Regions from separate parts of the Gossypium arboreum genome. Here region 2 is linked to region 1. The links are chromatin contacts, called in public Hi-C maps. All regions are on one chromosome and are shown on one strand. The core of a region is the stretch at or near the end of the contact, and the rest is flanking DNA. Distances in the headings are between cores, read along the strand shown. Region 1 overlaps LOC108489739. Region 2 holds the start of LOC108487923 (glycine-rich cell wall structural protein-like).

Region 1 (5,883 bases), core at 2,242-4,741:
ATCCGTCAAAGTCTGGGTTTGTTAATAGGGTGAACAACTAACATGAGAAATTTAAAATAAATTGATTGATTATATTATTGAAAATATTGAAAGAAATGAGAAAGTTAAATTATGTATTGAAATTGAGTTTGAAAATGAAAGGCATGAACTTAATGTTCATGTAGTGATTGAAATTGTACATGTGATATGTGATGGAAATTGAAGAATAGCTAAAAATTGTATTGTTATTGTTAATTAGTGAAAGTTTAAGAATGAATTGATATTTGAGAAATTGGATAGTTACATGCATGGTAGTTATAATTCTTTATTGCTATTATAATTTGAATTATGGTAATACCACTGAGTAAGGAATACTCAGCACACGGTTGTTTCTGTGCGCAGGTTGATAGGAGTCCAATGTCCCGGTCCAGCATCCGAACGATCCTGACTCCAACATCATGATTTTGGTGATGTTTTCTTCCTTTAAGTGAAATTGGCATGTACATAGGGATTATAATGGTTATTTTGATATGTTATATAAATTTTGTTGTAAAGAAAGGTATTTGGTGTTTTGGTAATTAAATTAGTGAAATGGTAAAAATTGTTTATGGCATTGGTATTGAATTGAAATGGTTTGAATAGTTTTGTAAGCTAATCAGAAATGATAATAGGGTTTCATTAACTAAGTTGTTAAGTCAATCTATCAAGTATGATTTAAGTATATTTGAGTATATAAATGCATTGGTTGAAATACTAGAATTGGTTTGGTTGCTATTTGAAATTTGTAGGAAGGTTAAATATTTATAAAAGGTTATATTGAATTTTTTTATAAAAAAATGAAGTCAATTAACAAAAATATATATATGAACTTATGATTATATTATAATATGTTTGTTATTTATTTAAGAATTATTTGTAAATTGTCTGATATGTCCGGTAATGCTGTAACCCTATTCCGATGCCAGTTTAGGGTTAATGTGTGTTACAGGCCAAGGGAGGGCTCTTTGGCTACTAATTTTAGCTATTTTTAGCAGCCCTCTTCAACTATAAAAACCCCCCTTAAGCTGATCATTTGAAACACATCTCAATTCATTCACATCTTTTCTCTTTTCTCTCTATTTTCTCTCTTCTTTGCCATTTTAAATTCTCTTGCTCTCTTGCCAATTTCCACCCTTGGAAAAGCGGTGTTCATCAGCCATTTTGGAGCAACATTGAAGTGTTCGTAGCAGCTTTGATCAATGAGGACAACAGAGAACGAAGAACAGAGCAAGGTAATCAAGCACGGAAAAACACCGGATTTGATTCTTATTCCCTATCTCTTTAATTTTTTTTGTTGTTATGCTGAAAATATCTATGAATATTTATGTTGTCGAAATGGTTAATTTAATCAATTTAGCTTGAATTTAATTCGTGTTAGGTTGACTGCATTCCATCTTCTTAATTTGTTAGAATTGTGTTTATGTTGTTATAGGCCTCGGTAAGATGCTTGATTAAGTAAAATCATCACTAAGTTATTCTTGCATTACAATTGTTAGGTAACTAGTGAATTAATTATTTAAACGGACTGGAATTGTAATTAATAGATACAGTACTTAATCAGAGCATGTTTAACCATCTAAGGTAGCTGAGGGTTAAATTAGCAACGGTATCTGACGATACAATTGCCTTGCATAACTTGCAAGATTATTGTGATTAAACCGTTTCAAGGTAAGAATACTTTGTTACCTCACATAGTCTTTTATGTGCTTATTAAATCAAGTCAATTGTTTGAATTGACATAGGGATATGTTTAAGAGATTATTTCAATTTAATAAGTATGTATGTGCTATAACATATTTGCCTATTAAGATTTGTTTAATCGATTGAATTGACATAGAGATATGTCCAAGAGATGAATGGATTTTGGTAGGTGAGTATGTTCATAAGTTAGCAAATTACTGAGTTGCCGTGAATTTATTCGTAACAATATAAACATGAGTTTAATAATTCTAAGTGATGAAATGTAATTAATCTACACAATTATGTCATCTTGATTAAAATTGTATTTGAAATCGTGCATTTGAGATTTATTTATTTAGTTTACTTAGTTTAAAGTCTGAGTTTTTAATCACCCTCTTCAAACAAAATATTTTTCTTCACCAAAGTGTTTTAAATAGCATTCATAAATGGATCTTTTCACAATCCCTGTGGGTACGATAACTCGACATTTACTTGTCACTGTTTTACTTGTTGCGATTGTGTACACTTGCACATTTTTGTCGTTCCAATCCCTCCCCATATTATATATAATATAATATGATATAATATTATATAATAAAATAGTGGGACTAACTTTCAAATCTATGAAAAGTGTAAAGACTTAGAGCATATTTCAACCAATATAATAAAAACAATCTATAATAATAATAATTAATATATTATGTACTACTCTACTGTTATAGTATGTGATATAATCTTATATAATGAAATAATATATTTTATAAGTATTAATATATATGACTATTGTTATAATATAAGATATGACATCAATAGTTATGTGTAATTTAGTATATTAATATAAATGTTTATAATTATAACTAGCAATACATAAAATATTATTAAAATTTAATATCTTAATAAAATATTATATTTATTAAATTAGATTTTGAATTGGACTTTAACTTTTACAAAATGTATTTGGATATTAAGTTTAATTTTTTTTTTATTTTGGACTTGAGATACAAGTTATAATTAGTTTATTTAGAGTTTGTGTAATAACTAATATATTATTTGAGCTTGGGTTTGGATTTAGTATAATATATTTGAACTTTGTAATAAATATTTTAGAATATGAGTATTAGATTTGTAAATTTAATAAAAAAGATAAAAAGTTCTTCAATTGTCAATATAATATATTATTAAACAATAAAAATATTTTCATTAAATCATATAATATCATAGAATAATAAATTTTACATACAAATTATTTTATATAGAAAACTCTACTTAAAATATATAATATATATTTTTATATAACAAATTTGAATTGTGTTTTCATTATATAAAAATAAAATAAATTATTAGATTCAAAATGAAAATATTTATAACTTAAAATGTTCAAATTTATTTAAATCCATCAAAGTACACTTAGCTTAATCCGAACCTGAGAATTCGAATTCATAAGAGCTCAAGTCTAAAAAAATCTAAACCTAAGAAAACGAACCCAAACTGATCCGAGCCTGAGAAAATCCAACTCCAAAGTAAACCTGATCCCAACCAACCAATTTATTTATCATCTCTAATGTTTTGATTCACTAAGTGTTGAATATGTATGTTATTCTTAATGGAATTACGGTCCAAGGACCGTGACGAAATAAAATATTAAAAACTACTTGTAACCAAAATGAAACATTTGGGACCGATCGCGATATAGTTCACTAAATTTAGTACAATGAGGTACAATAAGCTGGAGTAACAAGCATTAAAAAAATATTGACATCCGACAAATTTAGTTATAAATTTCAAGCTGCAAGCTTTTTGTAAATAATAATAATGGACTCCGAGAACAACAGAGTAACTAATAGCAGACAAGGGACCCCATTATAGAGTGGTTTAACAAATAGCAAATAAAGCATGATATTTATCTCAGCCTATATACTCCAACGTAGATTGTGCATTACGTACGAATTTCCTTAGTCGTCCTGACATGTTTCAAAATCACAGGAGACATCATCCCCATCTCCAAATCCCCTGCCGGAACCAACCCATCACCTTCAAATTTGGGCTGCTTTCTCTCACATACTGCCAACTAAATACCTACATTTTATCTTTCTCGTGTGGCTCACTGCCCATGCTTCTCTACATCTTTTGTTTGAATGAAAGAATATGGAACCAATGCCACAAGCATCTGATTCATATTTCCTTTTCTTCGGCCGAGTTACGAGCTTGCTGAAGTTGGAGAGTATATTGTCTTTGAAGATCTCTAAGCTTGTTAAGGAGTTCCTGGAACGTTGGCCGGCTCTTTGGATCACTGGTTTTTGCAAAATTGTGGTTCCATATATCAGACACCAAAATTGTAAGTTATAACATAATTGGAAAACATAATGACTAGACGAGACGTAGAAAGAAAACTGGCTTTACTTCTGAAGATAATTCCTTCTTAATTAATGACTAAAAGTGCTACAGATGCCACTAACCTAAATGGTACTTGAGTATAAGGCCATCATGATGATTGCAAATCGAATTTGAAGTCCTAGTCCATACTACTTGTGGATGTAACTTTAATCATGCACTTAGTGCACATGTTTCGAATTTGACTAACACAATGCCGGGCCTGAGACTCCTAAATGACACTCCCAAATGCTGTGTTTGAATTAACTAGCATATTGGTAGACTACAGCTAAACTTTTAGCAGTGAATTTATAAGAAAAATAAAAGAAAACATACAAACAGTATAAGGAGATGAGCACCTGTTCCAGCAAATCTCAATTATAGAAGCCCACCGTGGGTCTAGTTCCTTTGGAATCTCTAGACTTTGGTTCATGAACCCTACCGCTGCAACCAACTGCAAATATTCTAAACAAATTGTTGTTCATATATGCAGAGATACAATGGTGAATAAGGAATATTCCATTTAAACCTAACATAGCTTGTCTTCAGAAGAGAGCAGTTGGTTTGGTGATTTTGAACTCTTCAGATAAAAATGACTTTAAAATCTTTTTAATGAAAACTATACCTGCATTGCGTTGTGTTTCTCCCAAGGTATCTTCTCCGTAGCTAGCTCCCATAATATGACGCCAAAGCTATAAACATCGGACCTAAGCCCACAAAGAACGAGAAATACAAGGTCAGCAGTGAAAGAAAGGCAAACGTGATAGGGCTGAGGGCTAGGGCACTTGCTTGTGCAATTCAAAGGGTGCGGAATGGGATCAACATACTTCTCATCTGAGGGTTCACTGCGAAGAACTTCAGGCGCCATCCATTGAGGCTAAAAAAGACACGGTACTTGTAAGTCAACTGAGAATAAAGTTATGCATCCTTACAAATGATTTAGACTCTGTTAGATTAATATTATTGATGAAGCTAATGAAGGGTTAAGTAAATACCGTTCCTTTCCCCGACTTTGTTGTGAGATATGTTTTGTGCTTGAGACGTGACAAACCAAAATCGCCAACCTGATCACATAGAACTACATTACCTTTTACCTCAAGTAAACAAAAAATATTCTCAACACCCTGACATAAGCTAAAACTAGATTTGCAGATAAAGAGGATGAACTAATGGAAAACCTTCACGGTCCAATTCTTATCCACTAGAAGATTTGAAGACTTCAAATCACGATGAATGATAGGTGGATTGCAATTGTGAAGATAATTCATGCCTCGTGCCTGTGAAAGTTCAATCAGTAAGATGAACTGAAAGAGGGAATGACTACTGCAGTGATACAAGCAAGAATAAAATAATAATGAATGCAGACCAACATATGATGGCATTACATCCATCATAACTGGAAAACCATCATAAAATTTAGAAGGTTAAAATAAAATCTACTTGATACTTGCAATATCCAAAGCCATACTGACACGCCGTCTCCAACCTAATTTGGTAGTATTCCTTTGTAGTAACTGAAACAAACTCCCACTGCAGCAATAAAATATAAAATTTAATCATTCATCAACCCAAAAATATATATAACATATAAAACTAACGTCCCATAGAGAAACAAATATAGAAGTGAAGTTCTTTTTTAAAAAGAAAAAAGTGTCAGCACAGAAAGAACTTCTAAAAGAAAGTTGAGATTGAACCGTGGAAGGAACTCTGTGACAATGCAGAGACGTTGAGATGAAACCACAACTCCCATGAACAACAGAACATTTGGATGCCGAAGTCTTTTCATAAGAGATACCTTCAAAGCAAAAGCAAAAT
Region 2 (5,883 bases), core at 1,537-4,036, 170 kb before region 1:
ATTAATATAGTTTGGATTTAACATAATGTATACATATATAATGAACTTAAAAGTACAGATTTAAACGTTATATTTTTACCTGTTAGATCCAAGCTTAAAATACAAGTAACCAAGATATATCCTTTAAATTAAATGCTTATGTTGAAGACATACCCAAAACGGCGACAGATTCTTCAAGGTTCATTCCTTTGTTGGTGAAAATATTAAGCATTTCAGAGACTCCAGCTGTTGCAGGAGGGAGCAATGCGTCTGGCAGTCGATGGCTAGGGGCGTGAGACGAATCCCGCCGTCCCAATGGGACTTTTATCCGTGGCCCTCCTGTCACCGCCACGGCCTCTCGAGCCGCCAATATCAGAATATCGGCACATGAGACTTGTTGGGGGCATTGAGCTTCCACCATTGATTTAACCATGCTTACTATCTCTCTCTTTCTTATCCCCAAATTCTTACTAGAAGCCATCTCTGTTGCCTCATTTCCATTTCCTGGATCAACTAGAATGGAAGCATCGCATCCCTGAGGTAAACAAAATTAAATGTCAAATGTTTCACATCCTTAGTGCACCAGCAAATTATAAAAAAAAATAAAGAATGTGACATAAAGACTGTTTTTGATGCATGCAAGAAACTCAAGTTTTATTATGCCTCTCTAAATTATAATCGTAAAACCAAAACTGTAAACCATCAACAAACAATGGTTGTAAATCAGTGTACTACAAACGTCGGTACCTGAACTTGACAATCATGAAACATAAGCCTTAACAACGCAGATGCAGAAGTGGGATCGGTGAGAAATATAGGCTGAAGGCCATTTCTGACAATGTCCTCAACTTGTGGGCACGATTTCTCATAGAAATTATATGAAAGGCCGAAACCTTTAACATTAAAACTAAAACATTGAAACATGAAGAATACCACAACTATAGTTCTTCTCATAATAAAAGAACTTATAATTGCAGGCAGATACAGCTAATAAAGACCAAGAAAGATTATAGCTGCTGTGAAAAACAAAAATGAAGTAGTGTTGCATGGGAGAACATTATTTATACTACTTTTCCATTAATGATTATTAAAAGATGTAAACTTTAAAGGCTGTCAAAAACTATACCATCCGAACGTGACAACAATAAGGTGAGAATTGAATTACCCCACCGCAATGAATTAAGCTCATCTATATTTCATCAAACAGGCTCTATATTTAGAAATTTATAGCGTGAGTATATTAAAAGAAACTGTGGGATTCTGCTGAGCTAGCATTTGCTTTCTGAATCCTCACCCGTTCCATTCATCATTTAATTGTGATTTTCTCCATTTGGATTGAAGAATTATCTTTACCTGCCATCAGAACTGGAAATTGCTGATGAGAAAAGGGCAACCAAATGGTTGGTATTGAGTCTAAATGCTTATGAACAACCCCCTGTCCACATATTTTTCCTTCAAAAAGTTTTAAAGTTTCCTATCACCCAAGCAAGCCCTGCAGATTTAAGACCTACAGGTTTCCAAGTAAAGAACGGCTCAGAATATGCAATTATATTGGTCAATGTATTGAGTTGTAACCCAATTTAAAAGATATTACCACACTTTTCCTTTTTACAAAAATAAATAAGATTTTACAGATACAGAATTATAATAAGTGTACATACACTTATGGAAAACATTATTAATATATTACCAAATTTTACTACTTTCTTCATCAAGTACGTTTCTCAAAATTTAAACTTGCCCTGTTTCATTCTTATAAAATCAAGACAGCTAAATTTTATCCCACAAATTGCAACTCGTGCTTCTCGTGCTTGATTACATTTTTAAACGTTTTGAGTTGTCACCCACGTGAGACACCAAAATTAAGCTAACCATCATGAATTATTAAACCGGCAAGTATATCGGTAGGGTTTTTTTTCTTTATTTTATAAATAGTAGACAAAAAACTGTAATTTGTGTTTTTATTAATATTTTATTATATTTTTATAAAATATTTATCAATCCCTTAATTTTATTTGTAAAATTTAAAACTCTACTAACACTTTATCAAATATTTTTGCTTATCAAATATGTTAAAATTGTAAATCAAAATATAATATAAGCATTAAATTCGTTGTATTTTGGCAATAATATTTTAAATTAGTGACAAAATATTATATTATAAATATAAAATTTGAATTTAATCCCAAACAAATCTTATATATGGGTGTTATGTTATTTTGGTGTTAAATCTTAGTAATACGAAGGCATACGAATTTCATTTTTGGGATTTGGAGACAGAACAGAAGTTTATGGTAGGAGCATTGTTTTCATTTTGCTCTCTAATATTTATATATGGCAGTATGACAAATCATTGGCAAACACACCATCATTAACAGCCACGGTTACAAGTTGACTATATTTTTAGCATGCACATTTTGCCACTAAAATCCCCCTCCTCCTTTTCCACCTCCATAGCCGCCGCCACCATCACCACTTCTTCCACTTCCACCTCCATGTCCTCCACCCTTAGAACCACCACCAGCACCGCCTCCATGTCCTCGGCCTCCACCTTTTCCACCGCCAGCTCCACCTCCAACTCCTATGCCTCCACCAATTCCACCTCCTATACCTCCACCTATTCCACCACCAATACCTCCACCTATTCCACCACCACCTCCAATTCCAATTCCTATACCACCACCAACACCTCCACCAATACCAACTCCCAGGGTCTCCCTCTCAAGTTTTCGGCATTCTGCTATCCATATGGTAAACACAAGTATCATCAAAAACAATCCAACCCATGTGGAAATTAATTTCCCCATCCTTTTCTCTTTCTTTTTTTTTTTCTCAAATGAAGAACCAAACACCCGAAATCTTTTTTTGTTGTCAGTGTTGAGCTTCAACTTAATGAGTTAATTCAGCAAATAACCACTTATATATACAATATCCGTTGTACGTAAACATAGATGGACGCCATATAATACTTGCAGTTGATTGGTTTAAGATTATTTTTTTGGACTTCCATACATACAAACTTTCAACTTGTTTGATGAAATTGACCTAACTTTCAACTCTTTTTGAAACCGATGGCCGCATGACAAGTGGCGAACCCAGGGGAGGCATGGGCCCTTTGAGTAAATGGAAATTTTTGTTCTCTTTTCTCCCTCTATAAAATTAATACATTAATTTCAGCCCTTTTAACCTCTTGGTCTGATGAAAAAATTGTGATTTTTTACCCCTTCTAAATATTAATATTCAATTTAAGTTTCTTTAGCTCGAAAAAAAAAAACATTTAACCCTTTTAAAAATTAATAATTTAATGTAAACTTTTTTAATATAAATTTTAATTTTAATTTCTAAAATTTTATAATTTTATCTTAATCCTCTAATAACATAAAATTTTTGGCTACGCTTCTATACGAGACTAATGCTTACCAGTGCAACACCACCACCACCATCGTTAGAAAATCTCAATGGCTCAATCCTAAGTTGTAATCAAGGAAAGTCTAGCCAAGCTTAAATAATGAGAAGTTAAAGGTTTAGCTTAAAATAAAATTGCACTATTTAAATTCAGCTCAATTAATCTTATTTATACGCTTAATTTATATTCAAACTCAAGTTGAAGCTCGTTCTATATCTATAATTTTCTTGGATAAAGTAATAATTTATTAAAAATACATTTTCAAACAAAAAAAAAAACAAACATAATTAGGCTTATGAGCTGCTTAAATTGAAAATTAATATAACTTAGCTTCCTCGAGCAGGAAATTTAGTGATGAATTCATTTAATCCTTTTTGAGTCGGCTTGTATGCTAAATGTCCCATTTGTACCCTCTGCAGTTAGCAGGTTCATAATTACAGAAAACATAAAATATAAAGTCTTCAGGAGAGTTAAATTCAAGTTTCTAATTGAAGATTAATGGTAAAGTCAGCTTGCATTATCCTGCGGCCTTTCTTTCTGTATTGAAGTTTAATGGGTTAATATAACTTTTGCACCCTAAATTTAACAGTCAGGTCTACTTTAATTTTTAGTAGTTTAATAACATAACACTTTAATGTTATATTATATCAACACCTAAAAAATAATTTAATCTAATAACATGATATTTTGACGTGGTACAATCCTAAAATATTATATAGTTAAAAATTTTATATTTTCTCAAAATTTAAAGATTAAAATAAATATGATTATTAAATTTAAGTAGTAAAATATAACTATTTGCAAAGGATAAAAAATTTCATAAACCCAAGTTTAAACATGTCACAATGATTTAACACCTCGCTTTTATGGTGCAGCCTATCTTTTTGGCCAAGGAAACAAGCAGCAGCTCGCCCATGTGATATGTTTAATTTGTGGTTGAATAACAAGTTTTTAATTCTCCTCTGATTATGACTGTAGAACGAAAAACTGGGTGCTCTTTTTTTATATTATTGAAAATCAATCTTGAAAACGATAGGATATTTGTCTTTTTACCCCTTGATGACTTCAGGATTAAAATATGTCTTTGAAGTTAGTTTTCTTATATTTTCAGAACATACATAGGATGATTACACCTAATGTTTCTAAATTATAATTTAATTTTAAGTTAATTAATAACCTTTAAATTATTTTAATTGAGTCATCAAAATATAGTAGCATATCAATTAGATTTTTTTTCTAGTGTAACTTTTGTTTTTATACATTAAATATTTGTTTGGATTCTTCATTAAGCATATTTAAAACAACCATGTACCTATCACATAGACAGATTAGACATAACATGTTGAAAAATATCCTTCTTAAATTTAATAATATTGTCCTTTCTTTTAATATGTCAAATCCAAAATTTAATAAGGACATTATTTATATAATACTGATATTTTAAAATATGAACTGCTTAAATTGAAGGATAAGTTGATATAATAACCTTATTAATACATTAATATTGATATTTTAGAGTTTAAAATCAATTTAGAATCTAAACATTATTGGAAGAAGTTGAGTTTAATTAATCTCAATTATAAAACCATTGGCCCCTAAGAAACCCCTAAGAAACCCATTGGAGTAATAAATTTATTTTATCAATACAATATTAAGAAAAAAATTGAGATGAACATGTATATTTAAGTGTTAGATGAGAGTTCTGATCACTACTCCAAATAATTTTTTTGGCAATATTAAAATTTTTAATTGTATTTATTTTGTTATTCTTATCTCAAATTAAGATAATTTGATCCTTCTAAACCAAATTAGAAGTAAAATTGAAGAGGACATTTGGGGGTAGAACATTACTCTTGTTTTCTATGTTTTCTTTCTAACAAAACAAGATGCTTGTAGTATATTTAATACGCATGGTTGAAGTAACAAGCATTAAAAAATTACAATAAAATAAAATAAAATTTAGATTCAAAGCTCAAGTTGCGAGCTTTTGTTTTGTGTGTGTATAATAGTATATAAAATTGACAAGGTAGTCCAAGTTCTTAGCAGCATTTCACCTACTATAACCTAACTTTCCACAATTGACTCTCATAATGATGCACGTGGTAAGTCGGATGTTAGTTGACTAAGTTCGTAAATATAGACAAATAAGGGAATTGGCTTAAAAATGATAATTTTTTTCTTTTGAAATTGTAAAATTTTAAGTTGTTCAAAAATGGTAACTTAATAGTTTAGCCTTTCTAGAAATGGTAAAATTGTTAATTCATACAATAATAAAATTATATTTTAATCCTCTAAAATTTATAATTTAATTTCAATCTTCCAAAAGAATTTTAGCTTGACTTCTGTTTGTGCAAAGCGAATGACGTTCGAAGATATCAGAGTTAGACATTTGGGCATCTACTTCTAATGATGCGCACTATATAGAGGTAAATGGAGATGCTTTCGAATGCTCTTTTCGATCTCTAAAATTTGTCAATACCACTTTTGTTGCTGAAGGG

The links. A called contact is a pair of places that touch in the nucleus more often than the background predicts.
Region 2: a contact with region 1 is called in a Hi-C map of leaf, with 2.9 times the contacts expected there. The contact joins the promoter of LOC108487923 here to the enhancer-like site in region 1. A contact is called at or near these places in 3 of 5 Hi-C or Micro-C datasets (all in leaf).

What each region holds. Positions count from the first base shown.
Region 1 is chr10:110,937,894-110,943,776 of ASM2569848v2, reverse strand. It overlaps LOC108489739, which reads right to left. Exons shown (of 13, transcript XM_017794458.2): 6 at 5,763-5,863; 7 at 5,520-5,598; 8 at 5,247-5,345; 9 at 5,064-5,132; 10 at 4,896-4,945; 11 at 4,694-4,775; 12 at 4,428-4,522; 13 at 3,351-3,988. The coding sequence ends at 3,871. Among protein-coding and RNA genes, the nearest start is that of LOC108489739, 6.3 kb to the right of the region's middle. Within about 2 kb of position 3,491, at least 1 of the 2 cell types and tissues checked has an H3K27ac peak or open chromatin away from gene starts, as enhancers often do. A contact at or near this core is called in leaf, where this site is marked.
Region 2 is chr10:111,106,241-111,112,123 of ASM2569848v2, reverse strand. It overlaps LOC108487923 (glycine-rich cell wall structural protein-like), which reads right to left and starts at 2,786. Exons shown (of 1, transcript XM_017792257.1): 1 at 2,403-2,786. The coding sequence starts at 2,786. The coding sequence ends at 2,403. It overlaps LOC108487921 (peroxidase 29), which reads right to left and starts at 1,025. Exons shown (of 2, transcript XM_017792256.2): 1 at 727-1,025; 2 at 25-514. The coding sequence starts at 933. The coding sequence ends at 137. It overlaps LOC128282374 (a long non-coding RNA gene), which reads left to right and starts at 5,622. Exons shown (of 2, transcript XR_008272634.1): 1 at 5,622-5,811; 2 at 5,882-5,883.